2 separate regions of the Mus musculus genome follow, and region 1 is linked to region 2. A link is a contact called in public Hi-C data. All regions are on one chromosome and are shown on one strand. The core of a region is the stretch at or near the end of the contact, and the rest is flanking DNA. Distances in the headings are between cores, read along the strand shown.

Region 1 (5,866 bases), core at 1,431-3,930, 730 kb after region 2:
TTCATGGGTGATACAGGACTTGAGGACTGGATATAGTCACCAACAAATTGATACCAAAGAAGGCAACCATGCTTAATTGTATTCCAGAGAACCTTGTCAGTGACCTTAAGAAATACTTGAATATACAGCTTTAAATTGCCTAAGTAATAGATTGGCCAGGAGATAACAAGCATTTCAGTTGTGAAGTAAAGATAAAAATGAATAATGAGTTAAATGCTAATGAGATCAAATTTAAATTTATGACAACCTTGGATGTCCTTCTATTGGGTTTAAAAGTAGATAGAGACCTGCAGAATAACTAACTGTGTGTTCATCAGTAGGGATGACACCGCAACATCCCTTTCATCACATCAACTCATAAGCATCAATGCTAGAAACAAGATGTCAGCAATCCTGCGGAATCCTGTCACACTACATACCTATGGTCTGTTTGAAATTGGAGGAAGTCTTTATTTGGAAATTTATTTCTGAAAGGAAAGATGAATTGTTGAAAATGAGAAAAAAGACTCCCAAGGATGGTTAAAATTGCCACTGTCTCATGCATGAAAGCAGCAAGCAATAGAACAATGTATGTTGCTGTACGCTGTATCTTTAGTAATATGTTTATATTCATTGGATTGTCCTTCAGGGATTGGAGCCTTTGTTTACATGCATGCCTCCCTCCTCAGTTTCCTCTTTGGTCACAATATTCAGTTAAAAATGAAGAATGGAATAGTGTATTGTACACTTCTAGGATAGGCTACTATTTATCATTAGGGCTTTTACAGATGTTCAATTCCAAGTATGTAATTAGTTAGGAAAGAAATGTGGAGTTTAATATCATATAAATTATATTCTTTCCTCTTGTTCTCTGTATTATTGCATGTTTACTTAAAGTTCGGGTTTGTTTTGCATATTAATAATTAACGTAAGAAAATGTATGTCTTATGAAATTTAGGGGCTAACTAATTCTGATGAGTTATGATTTAGGAAATGGATTGGAGAACCTTAAAGTTAATGAAAGTTGTTTAGTTTGTCATCAGGCTAAAATATTAACATATGGGAAAATATTCATAAATAATTTTGTGAGCTCTACAATTACAGGAAAAAACATTAGAGAAACATTACTGCTATAATTTGAACAAGAGACAATGAGGCTCAGAAATATAATTAAAGTGAAGAAAATAGTATTGGAATAAAAATAGAAAGGGGAAATTTTTTTAAGTTGCATTATTTGAACACAGAGTTCAGAAAAGAAGCCTGTGCTGACTAGGAATATACTATGTAGCCAAGGCTAGCCAGAAACTCTACATTCTCATATTTTCACATCTCAAGTGCTGTAGGCACTGTACCTAGCTAGAAAAATATCTTTTAAAGTGATGAGTAGGTACACTACCCTAATCACTCAGCTTCACTTTTAATTCTTACAATATCTGAGGTCATCCAGGCTCCACAAATATTTGATGAAAAAGTCTGCATTTTGAGAGGCCATATTCACAGAACTTACATTACAACTTAGTAAACGTGGCTTTTCTTTATGGATGTTCTTATTAATCTCTTACTATACATAGTTTATGAATGAAGCTTTGCCACAAGATAGTGTACAAAGGAACACAGAATGGTAGCCACTCTCTAATAACAAAAATTCAAGCATTCACTGTTAGGTATAAAATAGAATTCTATACAGATATGCTACTAATCTGAAATAAAAATAATTATCTTTAGTCAAACAATATTGAGATTCAATATTAATTATTGATTCTTTGATTTAAGGTCACACATTAAATCCATATTAATGGTTCTTGGAGGACAAAATTCAAGCACAATAATCACTTGATTACAATACTGACACTCATAAAAATATTGCCTAGATTTGACTTTTCCCTTAAAGTGATAATGTGTGCTCATTCACACTCCTCAAATATATAAACAACTGAACAGGGGACATGTACATATTCGTTCTCCTATATGCCTGCTGAGGAATATGGTGACAAAAATATATGCTCATAAAAAGAGAGGAAGAAAACATCGAATAAACAGACATTAAATAAGAATAAATTCTAAAAGGATGAATTATTTATTGGATACAGTGATTTAACAGAGATGTTTAAGTTTGACTTCCTGTAAGCCTCTGTCAAGCAAATATGCCATATACAGCTTTGTGCTTTAGTTCTGTCCTGGCCAGCAATCCTAACATAGTGCTGATGGTAATAATAATGATAATTTCATGTATTCCTTCATATACATATCTTCATATTAGTACTGGTTATTCTCTAGGATTTATACATATTAACTAATGACTAAGCATATCTATTATATGTGTCATTACTTAGATTATCCTGTCCATATTTATCAAATTTATCATATGTATACATATATGTTTGTATGATTTTAAGTCCACAACAACACAACTGAAGGAGAAATGAAAACTTAGCTGCAAATTTTGCTTGTATGGTGAAGTGGAAGTTTCTGTCATGTGATGCAGCCTCATGTATTTTGCTGATACAGACTCATGTAGGGTTTTGCTAAGACAGGATCCATGTGAGGACATGTAATGTTTAAGGAGAGTATAAATAGGACCCAATGGACAGTTAAGGTGTGCTTGCACAGCTAGCCTTGCAACTCTTCCTCAGCTGAGGACTTCTCCAAGTATCTGAGCTGGTCTTGGTCTCTCCTGCTGACTCATCGTGGAGGCCTGGCACTTTCTGATAGATTGTGACTCAGCTGCTGATTCATGTTGGTATCCTGACATTACTTTACTGGACTGCTCATATCCTGACAAACAGAGATATGAATGGACCCAAAGAGCTACTTCTAAACAGTTCCACGTCCCCTTGTCCTCTTTACCATCTTTTCTCCCCTACATTTGGACAGTGGGCTAGAAAGGAGGTCCAAGCATTTCAGAATCCTTATTAAAAGTAGGTTTTAGAGGTAGATGCTTGCAGCCAACCATTGGACTGAGCATGGGGTCCCAATAGAGGAGTTAGATAAAAGACTGAAGGAGTTGCAGTGGTTTGAAATGCCATAGGAAGAACAATATCAATCAGCCAGAGCCCCCAGTGATCACAGGGACTAAGCCAAGGTGGAGGACTTGACTTTCATCTCTAGCTTTTGCCTGCAAGTAAAGAGGAATGACTACATACATGCACTGATGATGATGAGTCTGTGTTTTTTACAACTGTTTATGTCAATAAATCCTCATTTGGGATCATAAGAAAATACAGAAAGAAAGGAAGAAAAAAAGAAGAGAGGAGGTCAGAAAGAAAATAAAGTGAGCAAGCTATGAGGAGCAAACCATCAAGCAGCACTCTCCATGGACTCTGCAGCAGCACCTATCTCCACAACCCTGCCATGCTTGAGTTCTTGTCCTGATTTCCTTCAATAATAATCAGTGATGTGGAAGTGTAAGCCAAATAAGCCCTTTGCTCCTGGAGTTGCTTTTGGTTCTGGCCCTTCATCACAGCAAAGTATCCCTAACTAGGACAGTGCTCATTTAGAAATCAGGATACAACCTGCGAGAGTCAGTTTTCTACTATAATCAAGTGAGTTCAGGTGCTCAAACTGAAGTCATCAAGCTTGGTAACTAGGCAAGGTCTTGATCCCCCAGCTACCCCAGTCACTGCAGTCTTTATCCCCAGCTACCCCAGTCACTGCAATCTTTATCCCCAGCTACCCCAGTCACTGCAGTCTTTATCCCCCAGCTACCCCAGTCACTGCAGTCTTTATCCCCCAGCTACCCCAGTCACTGCAGTCTTTATCCCCAGCTACCCCAGTCACTGCAGTCTTTATCCCCAGCTACCTCAGTCACTGCAGTCTTTATCCCCCAGCTACCCCAGTCACTGCAGTCTTGATCCCCAGCTACCCCAGTCACTGCAGTCTTTATCCCCAGCTACCCCAGTCACTGCAATCTTTATCCCCAGCTACCCCAGTCACTGCAATCTTGATCCCCAGCTACCCCAGTCACTGCAGTCTTGATCCCCAGCTACCCCAGTCACTGCAGTCTTTATCCCCCAGCTACCTCAGTCACTGCAGTCTTTATCCCCAGCTACTCCAGTCACTGCAGTCTTGATCCCCAGCTACCCCAGTCACTGCAGTCTTGATCCCCAGCTACCCCAGTCACTGCAGTCTTTATCCCCCAGCTACCTCAGTCACTGCAGTCTTTATCCCCAGCTACCCCAGTCACTGCAGTCTTGATCCCCAGCTACCCCAGTCACTGCAGTCTTGATCCCCAGCTACCCCAGTCACTGCAGTCTTTATCCCCCAGCTACCTCAGTCACTGCAGTCTTGATCCCCAGCTACCCCAGTCACCACAGAATAGTTAGAATTTATTTTTAAAATTTGTTTTTATAGATATATTTATTTTATATTTGTGGGTGAATACATTGTAGCTGTCTTCAGACATATCAGAAGAGGGCATCAGATCCCATTACAGATGGTTGTGAGCCACCATGTGTTTGCTAGGAATTGAGGTCAGGACCTCTGGAAGAGCACTGAGGACTCTTAACTGCTGAGCCATCTCTCCAAATAGTTAGATCTCCTCCCTACCCCCAGTGGACTGAAGTTTGATTGTGCTGTTTTGTTGTTTTGTTTTGTTTTTCTTAAACTAATAAAACCAATTTTAAAATATACAACTCAGTATTGACATTTTTAAGTCATCAAAATAATTCATATTAGTTAAATACCTCTTAAATATACACAATATATTCTGATGCTAAAAGTAATACACACTCAACCAGTATTTAAAAAAAAAACTATTTTGGAACATTAAACATGATAGAAGTAGAAAAAAAATCTCTTACGAAGTTCTCTATGAAAAGAAATTATGAAAAGTTCCTGATGAGACAGAAAGCATTCCATCTCCAAGGGAGAATACTCAGCATAACTGTGGCTTCACACACTGAATTGGATAGTGTTCCTCTGTTTCTATTTTATGGAATAGTTTGAAGAATTTTGGTATTAGGTCTTCTTTGACCGTCTGATAGAACTCTGCACTAAAACCATCTGGTCCTGCGCTTTTATTTTTTAATTTAATTTAATTTTTTATTTTATTTTATTTTATTTTATTTTATTTTTTTGTTGTTAGGAGAACTTAATGACTGCTTCCTTTTCTTTAGAAGATATGGGATTGTTTAGATGGTTTATTTGATCCTGATTTAACTTTGGGATTTGGTATCTGTCTAGAAAATTGTCCATTTCATCTAGATTTTCCAGTTTTGTTAAATATAGGCTTTTGTAGTAGGATTTGATGACTATTTTTAATTTCCTCAGTTTCTGTTGTTATATCTCCCTTTTCATTTCTGATTTTGTTAATTTGGATACTGTCTCTTTGCCCTCTGGTTAGTCTGGTTTATTTATCTTGATTTTCTCAATGAACCAGCTCCTAGTTTTGTTGATACTTTGTACAGTTCCTTTGTTTCCACTTGGTTGATTTCAACCCTGAGTTTGATTATTTCCTGCCTTCTTCTCCTCTTGAGTGTATTTGCTTCTTTTTGTTCTAGAACTTTCAGATGTGCTGTCAAGTTGTTAGTGTATGCTCCCTCCAGTTTCTTTTTGGAGGCACTCAGTGTTGAGTTTTCCTTTTAGCACTGCTTTCACTGTGTCCCAAAAGTTTGGGTATTTTGTGCCTTCATTTTCATTAAATTCTAAAAAGTCTTTAATTTCTTTATTTCTTCCTTGACCAAGGTATCACTGGGTAGTGTTGTCCAGCTTCCATGTGTATGTGGGCTTTCTGTGGTTTTTGTTGCTATTGAAGACCAGGCTTAGTCCATGGTTTTCTGATAGGATGCATGGGTTTATATCAATCTTCTCGTTTCTGTTGCAGCCTGTTTTGTGACTATGTGGTCAATTTTGGAGAAGTTACCATAAGTTGATGCAAAGAAGATATATT
Region 2 (5,872 bases), core at 2,624-5,123:
CCAATTCATACACTCGATCCTTTTCTAGCTGTCTTTGAAGTTCTTTCTGCTACATTTTCAACTAGCGTCCGACATTTGGGGGATTTCCATAACAAGCTTGAGAGAGGACACAGCTTGTGCGGGTGTGGAGGGAGGGTTAGGGGACAGCCTAATGGAACTGAAAGGTTTTCTGGGGGTGAAGTTGGACGTAGAGATCGTCTTTTAGACTACACCGATTATGACCTTATCAGTAATGCCTTCCTATGGAATGCCTACTCTATAGAATCAAGGAAGCCACCCTCGGTTAGCCTTTTGTTCTTGGCTTGGAATGCAAACTGACCTTATGTCATCTGTGGTTACCCAATCATGCGCAGGGACTGAGTTATGCATTAGGTATCTATCTGCCCACATCTCCTAACACCAAATAAGCTATCCCATAATTTCAGGTTTTTTTTTTTTTAATAGCTGGACCGGTATACACACTTTTATTTCCAAGATCATTTTAGTTTCTGGTTCTAATTTGCAAAATGAAATACTTTTCAGAGACTATAAGTTTCTTCATGATGCTTATATTGCTCACAGTTAGCTAAATCAATCAATTGGCTACTCCTGGGGACTTGCCATAGAAAAATGTGTCTGAAAGTCCAACTGTAGCAATCATTTGCCGCTCTGATCTCTCACATTTTTTTCTCTTTATATGATTTGACAGTGCTTTTGCCTGTGATTTTCTGTCCCCCTACATCGGTGCCCACATTCCTTTTGACAACCTCCTGGGTGGGTTGTCAATTCCTGTCCTATCAGATGCGATTATCACTGCATCTGCCTTTCTGGACCAGAATGGAAACACCTTGAGGTCAATAAAGGTGGGGTTTTCTTCTCCATTGATCAACAGAACTTCTGGCTAAGTTTGGTAGGGCCAAGTTGAGCAAATAAATGAATGAAAATGAGTGAATTAAATTTTAATGTTTTCTTTTTTTCTTTCTGGTTAGTGATTCCAACGCCCACACCTCTTCAGTGGAATTTTGTTTTGCAGAAACATACGGAAGCCATAAGAACAACAGCAGGAGTGACTGTGGGTGAGGAGAGCGAATGCCATTCATTCCTGGGAGTAATCTGTAAGCCCCTGGATGGGCCAGGAGACTCGCAAGTTCTGACTTGGAATCGATGTTACTTGGAGTCAGAACTGATATCAAAATGATCACCATAACGTAGTTAGCAGCACTAAGGTCCATGAAAAGCCTCAGGAGAGCAAAAATAAAGGGGAACCCAAGAAGCCAAACATAAGAAAGCCGATGAGTCAGACTCTATAGTACTTTTTAGGCTTTGTCTTAAGTTGGTTTGAGAAATGCTTCTGACATAGGATTAAGTAACGAAACCTCTAAGTTCCTCAGAATGTCAGCATTTTTAACATCTTAGTTTGTAAGACAATCTTCCCAAACAGGGATTAAAAATATCCTGCCAGGTGAGAAGCCAAGACTTGGAAGGGAGGGCAGCATGGCTGTCAACACTGAGACTTGCTCATCTGAGAGGAGTCACCGTCCTGTCTGCAGGGAGGCTTTTGTTAGGTTCCCCTTCACTTTTCCAACTACAATGTGGGGCAGCACTCATCCTCCACACAATTATTCCGAGAGCTGAAATGATTATGCTTTTAGAGGGCTTAATACTGACAAAAGGAACTATAGCTCCTCCTGCCATTTCTGGAGTCTCAAAGCTGTTCGGTTTAAAATGTGTGAACAGTAGCTGTAATAACGTACTTACATACATGTTAAAAGAACAGATACTGGAAACCTCTACAGAGAACTGCTGTATTGGCTTCATGGACAATAGTGAGTGTTTTTGTTTTTTCTCTATTGACTTCTAGTTGACTTCTTTCTCCCCTCTCTCTCTCTCTCTGCTTTACTGAGATATACTTGACAAACTATATAATTTAAAGTATGTCATGTGATGATTTGATATGTATGTGTTAGGAATTGATTTCCTCAATACAGCTAGTGAGCACATTGCATTAATTTCCTTAATTATCATGATAATTTCTTAGACAGCATTGTTACTGGAGATGGTACTTTACAGACCCCTGTGTGAGTGAGGGTGTATACGTGTGTGTGTGTGTGTGTGTGTGTGTGTGGAGAGAGAGAGAGAGAGAGAGAGAGAGAGAGAGAGAGAGAGAGTCGGTCTCCCAGGCTGTCCTCAAACTTCAAATCTTTCTGCCGTAATCTCCCAAGGGCCAGGTTATAGGCATTTGTCACCATGTCTGAATTTTCATTTGAGCATATAAAATGGTGCCAGCTCTGTGAGGAACCACATTTTAATATATTTGTTGAGTGCTTGCCATATGTAGCAGTCGTTGCTCTAAGCCCAGATATGCTCTTGGAAATTGTATTCTGGTAGATACATGTTCAGGGATAGTCAATAGATACAACAAATAAGTTTTAAGAATTTATCTAGACCTGTATTCTTTGAAGATAATAAAACACAGTGTAGTGGCTATTCCTGGTTGTCAACTTGACTATATTTGGAATGAACTACAATCCAGAATTGGAAGGCTCACCAGTGACCCTTATCTGGAGGATGGGAGATAGAAGTTTCTGATCTGGATCTTGGTATGGAGATCTTGAGGCATAGTGGCTAAGGTTTCAAGAAGCTTAAATCTCCAAATTCAAGGTCATCTGGGATTAAAGGTGTGGTGGAACACACCTTTAATATGGGCTTCACCTTTCATCTGGGATTAAAGGTGTGGTGGAACACACCTTTAATCTCGGCTAAACCTTCTGCTGGAGACAATATAAGGACATTGGAAGAAGGGAGTCTTGCTCTTGCTCCTTCGCCTGCTTGCTGTGTGAGACTGAGTAACTGCTAGATCCTTGGACTTCCATTCATAGCTACTACTGAACCATTGTTGGGAATTGGACTGCAGACTGTAAGTCATCAATAAATTCCTTTACTATATAGAGACTATCCATAAGTTCTGTGACTCTAGAGAACCCTAACTAATACACATAGTAATATAGTAATTATGGTGGAGGTAGTGAAAGAGTTCTCTATTGAAGTTTCAACTCAAACCTTTCTGAAACAAAACAAAACAAAACAAACAAACAAACAAACAAACAAAAAACAAAGGTCCTGAACTGCTTAGATTTTAACTCTATAAGAAAACAACCTGCAAAAATCTGCAGGTCAAGCCTCCAGGAAAGCAGTCACGTGTTTCCTAGGAGGAGAAAAGAAGCAAAGCTAATTAGCAAAGCCTCTATTTTCCTTCTGAGTTCCATTTCCATTTCCTGAAGATGACAGGTGTTTCCCTAATCACAATTGTGGTCTGCATGCCTCCTGAGACCTGGGGTCTTTAACTTTAATACCTGCTGTTCCTAAATCCTCAGTGCTTGTTAAGGAATCCTCATTGCCTTTGAGGTTTCCCTTCTGGAGTCTTTCCCCGCATGCATCCCTGGGGTGCATTCCATGCTCCCAGGCACCTGCTCTGGCTATTGCTCCTGCCACTGTTGTTGGATGAGCTGCGTCACTGCTGCTGCCTGAGTCACGTTTGCCTTGACAGCTCTACAGTAAGCAGTCTTTGCCCTAACTGAAATTAGAAATGCAGTTGTCTCTTGACTTCAACCCCGATGAAGCTGCAAACTGGAGCGCTGCCAACTGAACTGCCCGACCCCACTGATGAGGAGGATCCGTAGAGCAGTGGGCGGTGGGGGATTATGCAGAAGCTTCCTTCTCTTCAGCTGGAGTCCTGAAGCATTACAGAATAGTGAGCCAAGCCTTTCAGTTTTGTTCTCAGGGGAGCTGCGTGTGGGTGGCTCATGTGAAAAGGTCTTGTAATAACCTCTATGTGGGCCTTACTGGGAGCCACTCTCTGAGTCTCTTTGTGTCTAGGGCATTGCTGGCCTATGACTCACAAGAGGTCTCAGCCCACAGGCCAAACATCCCCAAGGCCTTGTACTCCCTCTTAGGCAAGCACTTTGGGTTAGATGAGCCGTTGAGGATGCTTGCTTACTAAGTACCTGGGGTACAGGGACTCATGCTTTTGAGGTTTCTCTTAAAGGTTGCTACTGGCTATATTGTCCCAAGCTTTCTAGAGCTTATATGAGCTAGTTAGTATCTTTACAAAAAAATATCATTTTTTTCTTAAATTGGACAGAGCTTGTCTCATCGTGATATGAAGAAACAAGTCAGGAGGAAGACCAAGAGGAGAGCCCAATGCTCAGAGGCACACAGAGAAGGAATACAGATTGTGATTGTTGTCTAGAGTAATTTTGAAATGGAGCCAGAACCAGGGTGACAGCAGGAAGCAGGGCAAGTGTTTCTAGTGGCACCATTGAGCCTCAAGTCTACTCTGCTGCTGAAGCTGAAATTGCCTGAGGTAAAACATTTCCTAGTGATGAGCAAGTTTAATGCTGGCTTTTCTGTTCTTATTAGTTTTACAATAATTAATGCAATCTAGAACACCTAACAAAACGTTGAAGCAGAACTTCAAATGTTGCAAGGATCTTATTTTCAATCATCCAACAAATATTTATTGAATGCCAATGTTTTAATGACTTTATCATTACAATAAAACTAATAAAAGTATTATCTATGCAGCTGCATGGGCACACTTGTTTATAGACCTATGCAGATAGAAATACCTACAGATTGGTATGGAGGTATCTATCTATATCTATATCTATATGGATCTATCTATCTATCTATCTATCTATCTATCTATCTATCTATCTATCTATCTATCATCTATCTACCTATCTATAGATATTGGTATAACCCCAACTATAAAAATAGGTATAGGCATGGATCCAGACATAAGGATATGGAACTCAGCCAGGAAGATGTCTCAGTGGGTAAAAGCACTTGCTGAGAAGCCTGGCAACTTGAATTCCATCCTGGGACCAACAGGGTAGGAGAGATCTTCCAAACACATGCTGTGGTACTTATCTCACACACACACACACACACACACACACACACACACACACACACACACACCATATTTAAAAAACAACATAAGGAAGAGAAAGTTTATTCTAGCTCACAGTTCCAGAGTACAGCCCTTTGTGGTGGGGGAAGTCAAAGCAGTGGGAGCTTGAAGCAACTCATTACACTCCCCAAGCACAGAGGGACGGATGCCTCTTCCGAGCTTCCTTTCTATACATATACAGTGCAGGATCAGCCAGAGGAATGGTGCTGCCAACAGTGGGCAGGTAGCTGCACATCTGCTGTATACGTAAAGGGAGGCCTGGGTCAAACCTGTGTATGTTTTTTGGTTGGTGGTACAGTCTCTGAGAGCCCCAAGGGACCAGGTCCAAGTTAGTTGGTTCTTTTCTTTTCCTTCTTTTCTTTCTTTTCTCCTCTCTCTCTCTCTCTCTCTCTCTCTCTCTCTCTCTCTCTCTCTTTCTTTCTTAGCATGTGGAGGTCAAAGTACAACTTGTGTGAGCTGATTTTTCTTCTTTCTACCACGTGGAAAGAAAACTTGGCAGCAAGTATCTTTATCTGCTGAGCCATCTAAATGGCCTCCAGTGACCCCTAAAATCCTTATTTGATTGGTGCTAACTCAGAGGACTGCCCTAATCACCATTTCCACTTGGGTTCTATATGAGCTCTTTGAAGACACAGAGGGAGACCCTTAGGCTATTTCTTTCCCACTACAACTGACAGTTTAACCAACATCTTTTCACTTCCTGCCGAGGATGGCCACTTACTCAGCCTGATATTGCTTTGCCTGTGTTCCCCTCAGGTCATTTCACATGCTTATCCCAAGTTCTGAAGCTGATAGTATTGGGCAAATATTAAATTATTGCTGAAATAAGTAAGAAAATTTATGGACTCAATTAGCCAAAAATACATCATAGAAGAGGTTTTAGGAATGGGTGAGTTTAAGCCTTAATAGTTCTATTGC

Evidence for each region. A called contact is a pair of places that touch in the nucleus more often than the background predicts.
Region 1: a Hi-C map of adipose-derived mesenchymal stem cells shows a contact between it and region 2, with 4 times the contacts expected there. The contact joins two enhancer-like sites. A contact is called at or near these places in 2 of 39 promoter capture datasets (frontonasal cranial neural crest and stem cell-derived epiblast-like cells) and 1 of 484 Hi-C or Micro-C datasets (adipose-derived mesenchymal stem cells).

What each region holds. Positions count from the first base shown.
Region 1 is chr3:11,171,526-11,177,391 of GRCm38.p6, forward strand. No RefSeq gene overlaps it. Among named protein-coding and RNA genes, the nearest start is that of Gm33551, 330 kb to the left of the region's middle. Within about 2 kb of position 2,681, at least 25 of the 459 cell types and tissues checked have an H3K27ac peak or open chromatin away from gene starts, as enhancers often do. A contact at or near this core is called in adipose-derived mesenchymal stem cells, where this site is marked.
Region 2 is chr3:10,442,953-10,448,824 of GRCm38.p6, forward strand. No RefSeq gene overlaps it. Among named protein-coding and RNA genes, the nearest start is that of Snx16, 5.8 kb to the left of the region's middle. Within about 2 kb of position 3,874, at least 65 of the 459 cell types and tissues checked have an H3K27ac peak or open chromatin away from gene starts, as enhancers often do. A contact at or near this core is called in adipose-derived mesenchymal stem cells, where this site is marked.